Linked DNA regions of Mus musculus: region 1 is linked to region 2. A link is a contact called in public Hi-C data. All regions are on one chromosome and are shown on one strand. Each heading gives the region's core, a stretch centred on a gene start, on an enhancer-like site or on the middle of the called end of the contact. The rest is flanking DNA. Distances are from core to core; before and after follow the strand shown.

Region 1 (6,580 bases), core at 2,767-5,266, 39 kb after region 2:
CATTTCATGTCGTATGCAGCAGCCACTGGCTCATCCCCCGACAAGTGTGCTTCTTCTGGACATTTCATGTCGTATGCAGCAGCCACTGGCTCATCCCCCGACAAGTGTGCTTCTTCTGGACATTTCATGTCGTATGCAGCAGCCACTGGCTCATCCCCCGACAAGTGTGCTTCTTCTGGACATTTCATGTCGTATGCAGCAGCCACTGGCTCATCCCCCGACAAGTGTGCTTCTTCTGGACATTTCATGTCGTATGCAGCAGCCTGAGGTGACTTTGTTAAGTCTCGCTCACTTCGGGTAACTTTGAAAAGACTCATCCACATGGCTGCTATGAGTGCATACCTTTCTATTGAGTTTTCTATCTCTCAAAGGGACCACATCTCCACTCTTCTCTTGTTCAGGATGAGCACTGAGAGAATGGAGCCATCTTGCTTAGTGTTGATAGGAACATCACATGCCGGTCTTCACGTCGGGCTACCGTTCATTTCTCTTGGGGATGAAGCATTGTGGAATCTCATGTTGAGCTTTGGGAGATGTGGACATACTGTCTTCCGGAAGTTGCTACACTTTTATGAACAGCTTCCTGCTAGTTCTCAGCCCACCTTTCAGGCAGGTCCAGTGGTGCACACCCACACTCACCTCAGTGCTGAGAAGACTAACATAGATGGTCATGAGACCTTGTCTTAAAACACAAGACCAAAGGGATTCACATCTTGGTTTTTGTATATACACTTGGCTTCCCTTCTCAGCAGATTAGCTGGAGATTGGGGAGAGATACTCTGCTGTAAAAACTCTACCACATACATGTAGTGATCAAGACGTCCTCTCAGAGATCAGAGGTGTTGACTTGTAGGGTTCATAATTCTTTAACCTCTCAATAAACAATACTTTGTACATTGCATTTTTAAAAATTATTTTAAAAGTATTTACTTAACAAATAACATACATACATATGTCCATACATGCATACATACATATTATTGCTTTTTTCTTTGTTTATTTTGAGACAAAGTCTCATTTTATCTAGGCCGGCTTTGAATTTACTATGTAGTTGAAATCCTGATCCTTCTGCCTCTACTTCCCAAACAAAATTAAATACATTAAGCATAAATATGTGGGGTTTTTTGTTTGTTTGTATGTTTGGTTGGGTTTTGGTTTTTTGAGACAGGGTTTCTCTGTGTAGCCCTGGCTGTCCTGGAACTCACTCTGTAGACCAGGCTGGCTTCGAACTCAGAAATCCGCCTGCCTCTGCCTCCCAAGTGCTGGGATTAAAGGCGTGCGCCACCATGCCCAGCTGTAAATATGTTTTAACATATAAATACCTTGTAGAATATTAAACCATGCTAATTAATGCGTATATCTTTTCTTTTTTTAAAAAATTTTTTATTAGGTATTTTCCTCATTTACATTTCCAATGCTATCCCGAAAGTCCCCCATACCCACCCCCCCACTCTCCTACCCACCCACTCCCCCTTTTTGGCCCTGGCATTCCCCTGTACTGGGGCATATAAAGTTTGCAAGTCCAATGGGCCTCTCTTTCCAGTGATGGCCGACTAGGCCATCTTTTGATACATATGCAGCTAGAGACAAGAGCTCCGGGGTACTGGTTAGTTCGTATTGTTGTTCCACCTATAGGGTTGCAGATCCCTTTAGCTCCTTGGGTACTTTCTCTAGCTCCTCCATTGGGGGCCCTGTGATTCATTCAATAGCTGACTGTGAGCATCCACTTCTGTGTTTGCTAGGCCCCAGCATAGTCTCAAAAGAGACAGCTATATCTGGGTCCTTTCAGCAAAATCTTGCTAGTGTATGCAATGGTGGCATATATCTCTTCTTTGTGGTTAGAATACTTAAAATCAATATCCTTGGTAATTTTCAAGAAAATGGAAGTCTTTCTCAATTGAGGTCACATGACATCAAATACCGCTTTGGAGTATATGATTCAGTTCAATTTCAGAATTATACACCCATCATGGCTGTCTGTGTCCACACCACTGTCGTCACTCACATCCTTCCCAACCTCCCTCTTTCCCTAGCTTCTGGGGAACCACTCGTATTCCCTGTCTCTACACACTTGCTTATTTTGGATACGTCATACTAAACAGAATTATACGACACGAGGCCTTGTGTGTCTGATTTCTCTAAAATTCATTTATACTATAACATACATCACTTTAAAAACAAAAAAAAACTTCATCTAGGTGTGGTGGTGCACACCTATAAATCCCTGCACTTAGGAGACAGAGGCAGGAGCCTTGTGAGTTCAAGGCCAGCTGGGCTAAACAGTAGGGTCCCCTGTCACAGAGCTTTGAGTTAACCAGGAGTGTGTCATGCTTCTCGGTGGAATCACAACTTCCTGACATTCCTTGTCCCTTAGCAATGGCCTCATTAGCCCTTTGCCTGATTCTGTCCTGTTTCCATTAACAGAGCTCCCGTGTTCCCCAAATGGAAGCACCTTGAGACTCTATTGGGCTTTTCTTAGTCGTAGGAATTCCTGTCACCAAGAGTTTGAGCACCGAGGAAAGATGTGTACCTCTTGCCTGGTAACCTGGCCCTTTTGGAGAGGTTCCATAGTTATCTGGTTGAAAGACACTGGCTCCTTACAGATAGCATCTAATCATCAAACATCTAATGAAGTTGACTACCTGCCCAGAACTCTGGGAGGAGCCCTGCACAGATAATAGACCTCTTGTGCTGCCTTTGCCCTCATGAAATTGATCGCTTGGCTGGCAGGAGAAAACTAAGCAGAACAGCAGAGGTCTTGGCAGACTATGGTTTGGGGTGAGGAAGGCAGAGACCTTGGGACTCAATTGCTTTTACTGAGCACTTACCATGGTCACAGGCACAGTTCTATTTACTCGGGATATAGAAATGAAGAAAACAGACAAACCCTCTACGGAGAGCTTATACCTCAGAAGTACTCAGCTTGAACAAACATGTGTGAAATATACACTGTTTCTCGTGGTGGCAGAGGCAAGAGACAGAGAGAGAGAGAGAGAGAGAGAGAGAGAGAGAGAGAGAGAGAGAGAGAGAGAGAGAGAGAGAGAGAGAAGCAGTGTAGACCCGTGCAAATCACAGAACTGTGGCTGGCAACTGTGTCTCTTAAAAGGTGACCTGGACACAGCCCACAGTAAAAGTTGTGTTTGGGGCCCAAGCATGTGTTCCCAGAACGGGTGTGGCATCTTCCTCCTGGATTCAAAACAAGGCTAATGTGGATGCCCCACTTTTCCCTTTGATGAACAGTGATGGCTGACTCTTCTGGAAGGCTGGTCTGAACTGCACGGCCATAGCATTTTCTAGAAGACAGATGAGATGGAAAAGGCAAGATGCTGTTTAAGCGAAGGCCGAAGATGTGCTGATTAGAGTGTCCCAACTGAGCGAAGCGATTATGTGGGAAGAGAAGGGACAAGGTCTACCAGAGCCGAAAGTAGACAGCACAGAGCTTAGCAGCCTTTGGGATTACAAATGCTCTCAGTTGAAAGTGCAGCTTGTTCTCTCAGTGAGGTGTAGCTTAAGGTGTAGGGATGTTTGTGCCTCTTTTTCATTACCTGAGAGGAAACAGAAAAGAGCGGTGCTTGCCTCAGTGGTGACTGTGTGAACTAAATGAGAAATGTTTACAGTGTGTTGATAGGCAATTGCACACAGTAGGCATGAAAACGTTAGAATGTCGGAGGTTATTTTCGGACCACAAATCAGTAAAAGTAACAAGCAGAGATTCTGCCATAGAGCTTTTTCTCTGGAAATCTAGCTCGTTTAGAGATACTGAAAATAGTGGGAGTATCTCGCTTAAAAATGAACTTTCTCATAATCCAGTTCTTTGTGAGCCTGGGTGTGGAATGCAGAAGTAGATAGGAACCCTACTCCAAGTTTGCTGACCACCAGATGCATGGTGACATTTCCCTAAGACATTTGCTGGATTTTTTCCCAAAGAATGAGCCATTATTGTGAGATATTGTTTATTGTAAACTGCTTCTGCTCCTGCCACACATACTGAAACAAAGGTCACTTTCAAGAGGCTTTTTGCTGCTGCAGGGACAAAGCAGTCTAATGCTGTGAGATGTCTCTCTGCACCTCAGCTTGGAGTCCTGTTTGTAACCGTGTAAAACGTACATTTTTCACAAAGCAAATTGCAGAACATTGAGTCAGATGCCAGATACTGAACAATTCTATGCCTTATGTGCACTGGTTGTTTCTGAAAGGATGGTCACTAAGCTGTTGACAAAAACCTTAAATAACTAAGATTCTTACTATATATCCCAAAGAACTCCCAAGTTCAATGTAGTAGAATACCCAGGCAGATAAATAACAAGAGAAAAATATTGCAATAAAAGGTCATCTGACAAAAAAGTAAGTAAGTAAGTAAGTAAGTAAGTAATGATCATGTTATTTGCAGATAATCTTCTGGCCCGTATGCAAGCAGAAAAAAATTATACCTAAACTGGGTGTGGTGGTATGTTTCTATCACTCCTGTATTTAGGACCCCGAGGCAGGGGACCGTGAATTAGGGGCCACCCTGGGCTATCCATGAGTGAATGAACATTCTAGGAATAATAATTTAGGGAGAAGACTTCAAGACTTGTTGTCTGACAAAGTAATGTGCACATAGAGGAATACAATATTGTGCCAGCTATCCTTGTTAAGAAAAAGAGTTCCCATCAGAATCACCTGCACAGGCCAAGGAGGTGGATCAGCAAGTAAAGGTGCTGGTTGTGCAAGCCTGATTCTCTGAATTTGACTCCAGGATCCCACAGAAAAAGCTAAATGCTGCTTTTGGCTTCCTGGATGCTCTGTTGTAACCTTTCTCAGTTGTCACAAATCTGAGCCCATCTGTCATTGCTATCTCTATTATTTTGCTCAATTTCACCCCCGATGACATCAAAGTCATGTACTTAAGATGTATCACCAAAATAATCAGTGATTGGAAAGTCTGAGCATTACAGAGAACCTGGTCATTCAGAAAAACACCAGGCCAGACTGAGGTGGTCCCCTCTGCCTCTGCCCTGATCACTGAAGCCATCAAAGAGTCATGAAAGCAAAAGAGGCAGGAAAACATTAAACACAGTGGAAATATCACCTTTGATAAGATTGCTAACACTGCTTGACAATTGTGGCAACTGACTTTACTCAAAGAACTTTCTAGAACTACTAAGGAGATATTGGGTATTGCATAGTCAGAGGGCTGCAATGCGGATGGCTGCCACCCTCATGACACCATAGATGACATTAGCAGTGATGTAGTAGAACACCAGGCCGATAAATGACAAGAGAAAAAATATTGCAATAAAAGATCATTTGACAAATAAGTAAATAAGTAAGTAAGTAAGTAAATAAATAAATAAAAAATTCTGGATGCAGTAGGTGTCAGGAATCTGTAATCCCAGCACCTTGGTGTCAAGATGAAGGCAGAGGGAGGAGACTTAGCTGGCTTGGAGTACTCTAGTAGTAAATTCTAATCTAGTGGAAAATTCTAGTAGAATTTTCCAGAGGCAGGGTTAGGGGGAGTGTTGCTGTGCTTTGTTTGCTCCCAAATAACGGCGATTCTACACCCTCTTTAGCCTGCTCTAGCTCCCGCATAATAGAACAGAGGCTTGGTATTTTTATTAACTAGTTGTAAACCTGAGCTGGTCTTGCCCTGGCTGGCTGAAGGAAGATCTCTGCAGTGAAAAATTCCAATACTTAAGAAATGAGTTTGGGGGCCTAGTGAGATGGCTCAGCAGGTAAGAACACTGACTGCTCTTCCGAAGGTCCTGAGTTCAAATCCCAGCTCATAACCACCATAGATCATAATGAGATCTGATGCCCTCTTCTGGTGCGTTTGAAGACACCTACAGTGTACTTATTTATAATAATAAATAAATCTTAAAAAAGAAAAAGAAAAAGAAAAATAGAAAGAAATGAGTTTGGGACTCCGGCACTAGGAGGAAACTGAAAAGGATTGCTAGGATCAATACTGTGAAAATGGCCTTCCTACCAAAACCCATCTGCCGCTGCAGTGCAGTCCCCGTCAACACTGCAGCGCTGTTAGCGACTAAGCAAGGCAAGTCCTTCTGAGGCAAACTGTTCCTTCAAGATATGCTTTACTTTTAGTTTAAATTATGGCTGGGCAGCGGTGGCACACCAGGTGGCAGAGGCAGGTGGATCTCTGCATTTGAGACCAGCCTGGTCTACAGAGTGAGTTCCAAGGTAGCCAGGGTTACACAAAGAAACCTTGATTCAAAATATAAATTAAAACAAAACAAAAAACTGGGCATGTGCTGGAATGTCCCCACCCCAAAGTACCTCCCATATGAATATGTATGAGTCTCTGATGCCTCCTCACCCTCTCCTAGTTTGGGGAAGAGGATGCTCTCATTGCCTGCTGCAGGAGAGCTATCCTCCTCCATTCTTTCATGACTCAGCTGGGCTTATTTGTATTCAACAAGAAGTGAGCCCACTGTGTTCATTCCAACACTATTTGTCGAAGAAACAGGAAAAAACAAAACAAAACAAAAAAACAGCTTAAGATTCATATGGAAGCACAAAAGATTCCAGACAGCTAAAGCAATCCTGAACAAAAAGAACAACGCTAGGGGAAACCAGGAAC
Region 2 (6,287 bases), core at 1,108-3,607:
GGCATCGAGGGGAAGATCTCTGAGATCTGCTGGCCACCCAGCCTAGCTGCTCAGTGAGTCCTGGGTTCAGTGAGACACCGTGCCTCAAAAAGTAAGGCAGAGAGCAGCGGAGGAGGCGATCCGCCCAACCTCGACCTCTGACCTCTATATTCACACCATGCACATTAACCTCCCCACACCTACCACACACACCACACACACACACAAATATCATACCAAGTAATAACTGTTTTTACAACAGCTAACTCTGACAGAACTTGTTTTGACTTAATAGTCTTTGTAAAAGAGAATACTCAAGAGGCTATTCCAGCTGTAAGATGGTTTCAGTCGTTAGTAGTTAGGATTATCCATCTAGCACTCTATTGCCAATGAACTGCTCCTTATAAACATATGTAAGGTTTATCTTTTTATAAAGAGCTTATGTAAAGAGTGGTTTATAAAACCTATGGCACGAAGGCCTTCAGACACAAACATTTAAAGTTACTCTTGTGCAGTCCTCCAAGGATTTATTACTTAGGCTAACTTGAAACACAACAAGTCTGTGTTGAGTACAATTATAAAAAACTGACTTATGCAAACTGCTAAGCACGACAACAGCTAATGCTGTAGGCATTTTCAGAAATTCTGAACATAAGCCAACAATGGTTTAAAAGGAAAAACCAAAACACTAGGGAGGGGATGGGAATTTGGCACATATCACAAATAGTTCTTGAGGGCCTTTACCTAACTAAGGCTGTTTTGTACTGACTGTAGGCCAAGCTGAGGCAAGAGGTACTGGAGGTTTAAACAAACAAACAAACAAACAAAAACCCTTCGTTATCAAATCCTTCTGCATGGCTTTTTTTCCCTAGCTCTCAGATTTCCAAGAATTTAAGTACATGGTGGAGTTTGTGGAATGACAGAAGAGGATACTCTCTAGATAATCTGCTACACTTGCTCTTAGGGTAATCACATGAGGAGTGCCATGCTAAATGTTACCATCTAACCAGGTAATTACATTTCCTCTAAGATGAAAGGAGACATAAGTGAGTATACATATGCATTAGTGCTTCCAGAGTGCCCAGGACGGACAAAAACATCCCACCCTTTCATTAGAGACACACGCGCAAGGAAATTTCCTTTTCCTTCGTCAAGGCTGGAAATCTCAGGTTCCTTTTTCAGAATTACTCTCAAAAACAATGTTTTAATAAATTCACTACATACTGTAACATAATACTCCGGGCCACAGTGAAGTGTGTATTTTCCAAGTGGTCCCACATCAATTTTCTCTTGGTAATTGGTGTTCTTTAATAAAAATAAACTTCTAATCTCTGGAAGATTTGCTTTCCTTTTTAAATCTGTGTGGTAAGGTCCTGTGGAAAGTGCTGAGAGAGGAGAAATCTTTCATAAGAGGTCTAGGATAGAATGGACAATACGACAAGAATCAACAACAGAAACGGCGAAGTGTTCAAAATTAGAAAGCTGTGTTTTGGCTTGAAAAGTGTGCGATTCAAAACCAAAACTGTCGTTAACTATGTATAAACAGAAACTTGGGAGATGGTATCTCATTTACTCGAGTTAATTAACTATTCGCAAAACTAACAGGCAAGTCACCAGTGTTCTCCTTTCAACTATGTGACTAACTGACCAAGGTCCTGGTAGAGGGAAATTGACAGCGAACAAAAATCACACTCAGTCAAATTAAGTCGTTTCCAGGGAAGCTGTAAAATACTGGGGAGGAGGAGGAAGCATGACACTATTCTTCTAAGTTATTTTTCACCCTGCCATTAGCCCTTCCTCCCAACTCTTCCAGAAAGAATTCGATGCAATCAAAACACTAACAGACCACTAATGGAACTACTGTGCGAATACGAATATGGACTCAACTTGAACTCTTGCTCCATTTTAAAAGAATAATTATTTGCAAAGTAACTAGACAGGAAAACAAGGGTAAACCACGGTAGTCTCTTCATAAAAGAAATACACTCCAGACTGCTGCAAGGGCAACGCTGTCGCCGCTGAGCTCCGCCGGTCCACCTCCCCCGGCCTTTCAGCTTCGGCGGCCTGCCGGCCCGGAGGCCCGAGAGCAGCCCGGGCGCTTGCGTACCTGCTCGGCCGGCGCTCGGTCCATGGCGCCGGCGACAGGCGCCGGCTCTAGTCGGTGTGCGCAGCGCCGCGGGCCGCTTTCTCCATGGCCCCCCGCTCGGTCCCGCCGGGCTCGGTCCACTCCGCACAGCCGGCCGGACGCCGACTCGGCTACGCCACTGGCTGGGGAGGCGGCTCCAGCTCAAGGCGGGGGAGGCGGCGGCCGCCCCGGGGAGGGATCATCTGGGACGGAAGCCGAGCGGGACCGAAAGGGCGGAGGCGCAGTAGGAAATGGAGATACGCAGGGGCGGGGATGGCCGAGGAGCGACGGGGGCGGGGGGAGGGGGGTGGCTAGCGGGCAGCCAAGGCCAGGGGCACTGCCTGGTTGGGTTACTCCTCCCACTCCCACCTAGGCAGGTTGGGCTGCCTGGAACTCAGGACGCATGTGTTCACTTTGCCGGGACCTCAGAGACTGCTCAGAAGGCAAAACCTACTCAGGATATTGGAAGAGCTTGTAGCTGCTCACTAGTCCTGTGATCCTGTCAGTACTCTAAAAGAATGAAAAGAACGAACAATCTTGCCCTTTGAAAATTGCACAAATAAATTGCATACACAGAGTAGCAGCCATAGGTAAGAAGCCCTGTTAAAAAATCTCCACAAATAATGATTAATTAATGTTATTGTCCCGGTTCCAGACTCACATCTAGCCTCAACTCCAGGCTGATTTTGCCCATTTCGAACCCTATTTTTACCCAAAACCTGCATAACTACCCAAGAAGAGATTATCTTCTCCTCTGCTTTCCCCATATGGTTAAGAATTGTTCCTTTTAATCTCCAGGTCATCAGCTCCTTAAAGACTAGAGTTTGCCTTGAAACTAAACCCTACTGGTAGATTCCCTCTGGGGAGTTAGACAGCCTCCAACACACACAAGCTCTCCACAAGAGTTCTGGCTTGATAACGTCGGTCAGCTGAATTATATATACTTCAGTGAAGAAAGAGAGTAGAGTTGGCTGCTGTTAGGGTCACTGGCCAGGGGATCTATGTCTGGAAAAGGGAAAAGGATATCTAAGAAATCTGCTTCGTCATCACGCTTTGGGAGATGTTCATAAAGCCTTTTCAGTTAATCCAAGTCTGTAAGGAGAGAGTGGTCTGTAAAGATCCTGGCTATGTTAGTGTGGAAGCTGTATTTCTGCCAGCTTAAATGAATGCATTTTGTCTACAGGACATATGAAGGCTGGTCTGCAAACCACATGATGGAGAAACACTTATGCCTGTACATGAGAGTTTCGTGCATTTGGTTTTGTTTTTCCACTGTATGCACACTTTTATTTCAGTTGCACATGCATTTGTGTTGAAAATGTGTGAGCTGTGTAATGTCAGATTCCTTAGAGTCTATTACAAACCCTTGCTCAGGATTCAATGGCTGCAGAAGAAATTTAAGGCTGATCCACAAAGCAAAGCTATTTATACAGGGCAGTTACATAAGCCACAGCGGCTCACCCTCCTTTCTGACAGCAAGATGAGATGAGCTGTGCCCCTACCGGTGGTCTTTAGCTGCAAGACACCCAGCCTGAGTTAAAAAGTCATTAATGCAGTACGGTATTTGAGGTTTTCCCCTTCTTTGAAGGATCTGTAAGAGGAAATGTAAATACAGAGTCTCTAAATATCGTTCCATATTGTATGATTTTTTGCGACTGAAATTGTTCTTGATGAGAATATTCTAAGTCCAATATTTAGGTAAAGTGTAAGAACTGTAGAAACAAGAAGTGTCACAGTGCCATATTAATGTAATGTAATCCTAAAAGGGAGAATGCTGTTGGCTATTAGAAGAAAATAATAAAAAAAAGAAGAGAATAATAAATCTATGGATAAAACAAAGAAATTTAAAGAACTATTTTACATGTGATACAAATGACTTCTTTCATTTAGCAACACATGTTAATATATTCACAGTGCTAAGTACAAGGCTAATCACTGGAAGGAAGTTCAGCAGTTAATGAGACATAGTAAGGGCAAAGGCCACATCTGTCCTGTGGGCAAGACACACACAGCAAGTAATTCCAAAGGAGATGTAATGTAGGTTCAGTAGGAATGGGGATTGAAGCTGGAGAAGGTAGACGTGAGAGAACAAGTTCCAAACAGATCAAGCAAGGAACGATCTGTAATGGAGATCAAGTAACGGAGACGAGGTCAGTGGGAGGAAGAAGACAAGAGCTGCCTGGGCTAGAGGCAAAGGCTAGCCTGAGATTTACCTCTTAGTTCCAAAACAAGAATAAAAGGGGGACAGGTTGCTAGGGAGAGAGCTCAGGAGTAGACTGCACACCTAGCATGCATAAGAATCTAGGTTCAACCCTTAGCAGGCACCAAAACACCATACACATACATACAGAGAGACACAGACAGACAGACAGACAGAGTCACACACATACATAGGAACAAGCTCTCTGAAGAATTTGGAAGTGCAAGATAAAAAGTCACTGGAAGAAACTGGCTTCCTAGAGACAGCCCACATGACAGAAGGAAAGATGCAATATGGCTAGAGTCATGTATACTCTAAGTTTAGGCTCCAGTGCTGAAGCGGTTGAATAGCTTTTGTTTTCTCCTTGAAATAAGATGCCAGGTTACCCATTAAGGGTGAAGGTGAGAGTGAGGGGGATGGCAGGGAGAGTTACATGATCATCTATCTATTCTTTAAAACTAAGAAAACAAGCCTAGCAGTGGCGGCACATGCCTTTAATTCCAGCACTAGGGAAGCAAGGGTAGGCACAGGCAGATCTCTGAGTTCGAGCCCAATCTGGTCTACAGAGGGAGTTCCAGGATAGCCAGAGATACGAAGAGAAACCTTGTCTCAAAAAAATAAATAAATAAACCAAAGTTTTTATTCTTGTGTGTGTGTGTGTGTGTGTGTGTGTGTGTGTGTGTGTGTTTGCTTTATCTCTCTCTTTTTTTTTTTTGAAAGAGAGAGAACATGAAGCTGAATGGGTAGGGAATTGGGAAGAACCTGGGAGGAATTGGGGGAGAGTAAAACATGATCAAAATGCATTGTATGAAAAAAATTTTTAAATTAATATATTTTTAAAAGTTGTGTTCATGCCATCAGATGTAAATTTTACAACAAAAGAAATGAAGTTGTAGTCAAATCTAGTTCTACCCTGTATACAGCCTTGTAACCTGGTCTTTATGAAGGTATAAAATAATATCATTGTCTCCAATGATTACTGAAACTTCTTTTTCTACCAAGTATTTCCCTCATATGCTGAAGTGTCTTCCCAGTCCATACCAACACCCAGCATATTACAAGTAAGTAATTAGGAAGTCAAAAATCATATGCTTCTGGGGGACTGCCACTCCCAATTTGATGCCCTGGAGACTCAGGCAGGCAATCTTTTAAGAATCCCTCTCATCAAACTCTAGGACATTATTTTTACTCTCTTATCCAATGGCTGCCCATCTAGCTTCTCCTCTGTCTATCCATTAAACCATCTTATTTTTTATCTATATCAAAGCAAATGGCAGAGTTCAGGATTCCTTTTCTCTGGGGAAAATGCGTACATCTACAAATCTACAATTAGAAAAAGCCAGGCTTATATGCACTGTTTTTTATACCCACAAAGCTTTTCCTAGGAAATTGGGTGTGTCAGTAAAGTCCCTGTATTCTCACAGACTCTGGGAGATGCTGTCACAGTCCCCAAGTATTTCCCCCACAGCTCTCCATTGGCTGGAGGTTAGGAGAAGCATCTCTTCTGTCCTGGGGTGAAGGTGGAAGCTAGCTAAGTAACAGACCTCTCTGAACAAAGCAGTACTTATGAGAGTCATCATGTCCACCACACCTCCGCCACCATCACCATGGCCTATGGTGAATAGTGGGATAACGGAGTCACAGCTCCAGGAACGTCAGAGCTGCTCTTGCATGCAGACAAGTACTTGTGCTAAGGTAAAAACCCCTGGTACCCTAGGTGTTGTCTGCCAAGGACTGTTCTTCCAGATAACAGTATATGGTGATTTAGTTAACTAGATCTGCATACAGTTAGTGATGTGGGAGGCACTGGACAAGGTAGGACAATACCAGAGTAAATGAGATACTGTCTCTGCTATGGTACAACTTACCAGCTCTTCTGGGAGACAAACAATGAGCATATTTTTAAAGGGTTACACTGATGAAGAGGATACTGTGAAGGAAATAAAGCCTTATTTATGGCAACTGCAGCTGGAGAGGGAGATG

Evidence for each region. Hi-C and Micro-C count contacts between places; a contact is called where the count stands out from the background.
Region 1: a Hi-C map of Sertoli cells shows a contact between it and region 2, with 2.5 times the contacts expected there. The contact joins the enhancer-like site here to the promoter of Secisbp2l in region 2. A contact is called at or near these places in 8 of 39 promoter capture datasets (the 3T3-L1 cell line, 3T3-L1-derived adipocytes, the C10 cell line and 4 more), 1 of 15 datasets of contacts at CTCF or cohesin (the NIH/3T3 cell line), 49 of 484 Hi-C or Micro-C datasets (the AML12 cell line, B cells, the Ba/F3 cell line and 34 more), 8 of 115 datasets of contacts at active chromatin or transcription factors (CD8 T cells, the HPC-7 cell line, the SCID.adh cell line and 4 more) and 1 of 9 other capture datasets (adipose tissue).

Annotation. Positions count from the first base shown.
Region 1 is chr2:125,817,920-125,824,499 of GRCm38.p6, forward strand. No RefSeq gene overlaps it. Among named protein-coding and RNA genes, the nearest start is that of Cops2, 38 kb to the right of the region's middle. Within about 2 kb of position 4,017, at least 18 of the 459 cell types and tissues checked have an H3K27ac peak or open chromatin away from gene starts, as enhancers often do. A contact at or near this core is called in Sertoli cells, cochlea, cortical glia and 1 more, where this site is marked.
Region 2 is chr2:125,780,513-125,786,799 of GRCm38.p6, forward strand. It overlaps Secisbp2l (SECIS binding protein 2-like), which reads right to left and starts at 2,358. Exons shown (of 18, transcript NM_177608.3): 1 at 2,087-2,358. The coding sequence starts at 2,110.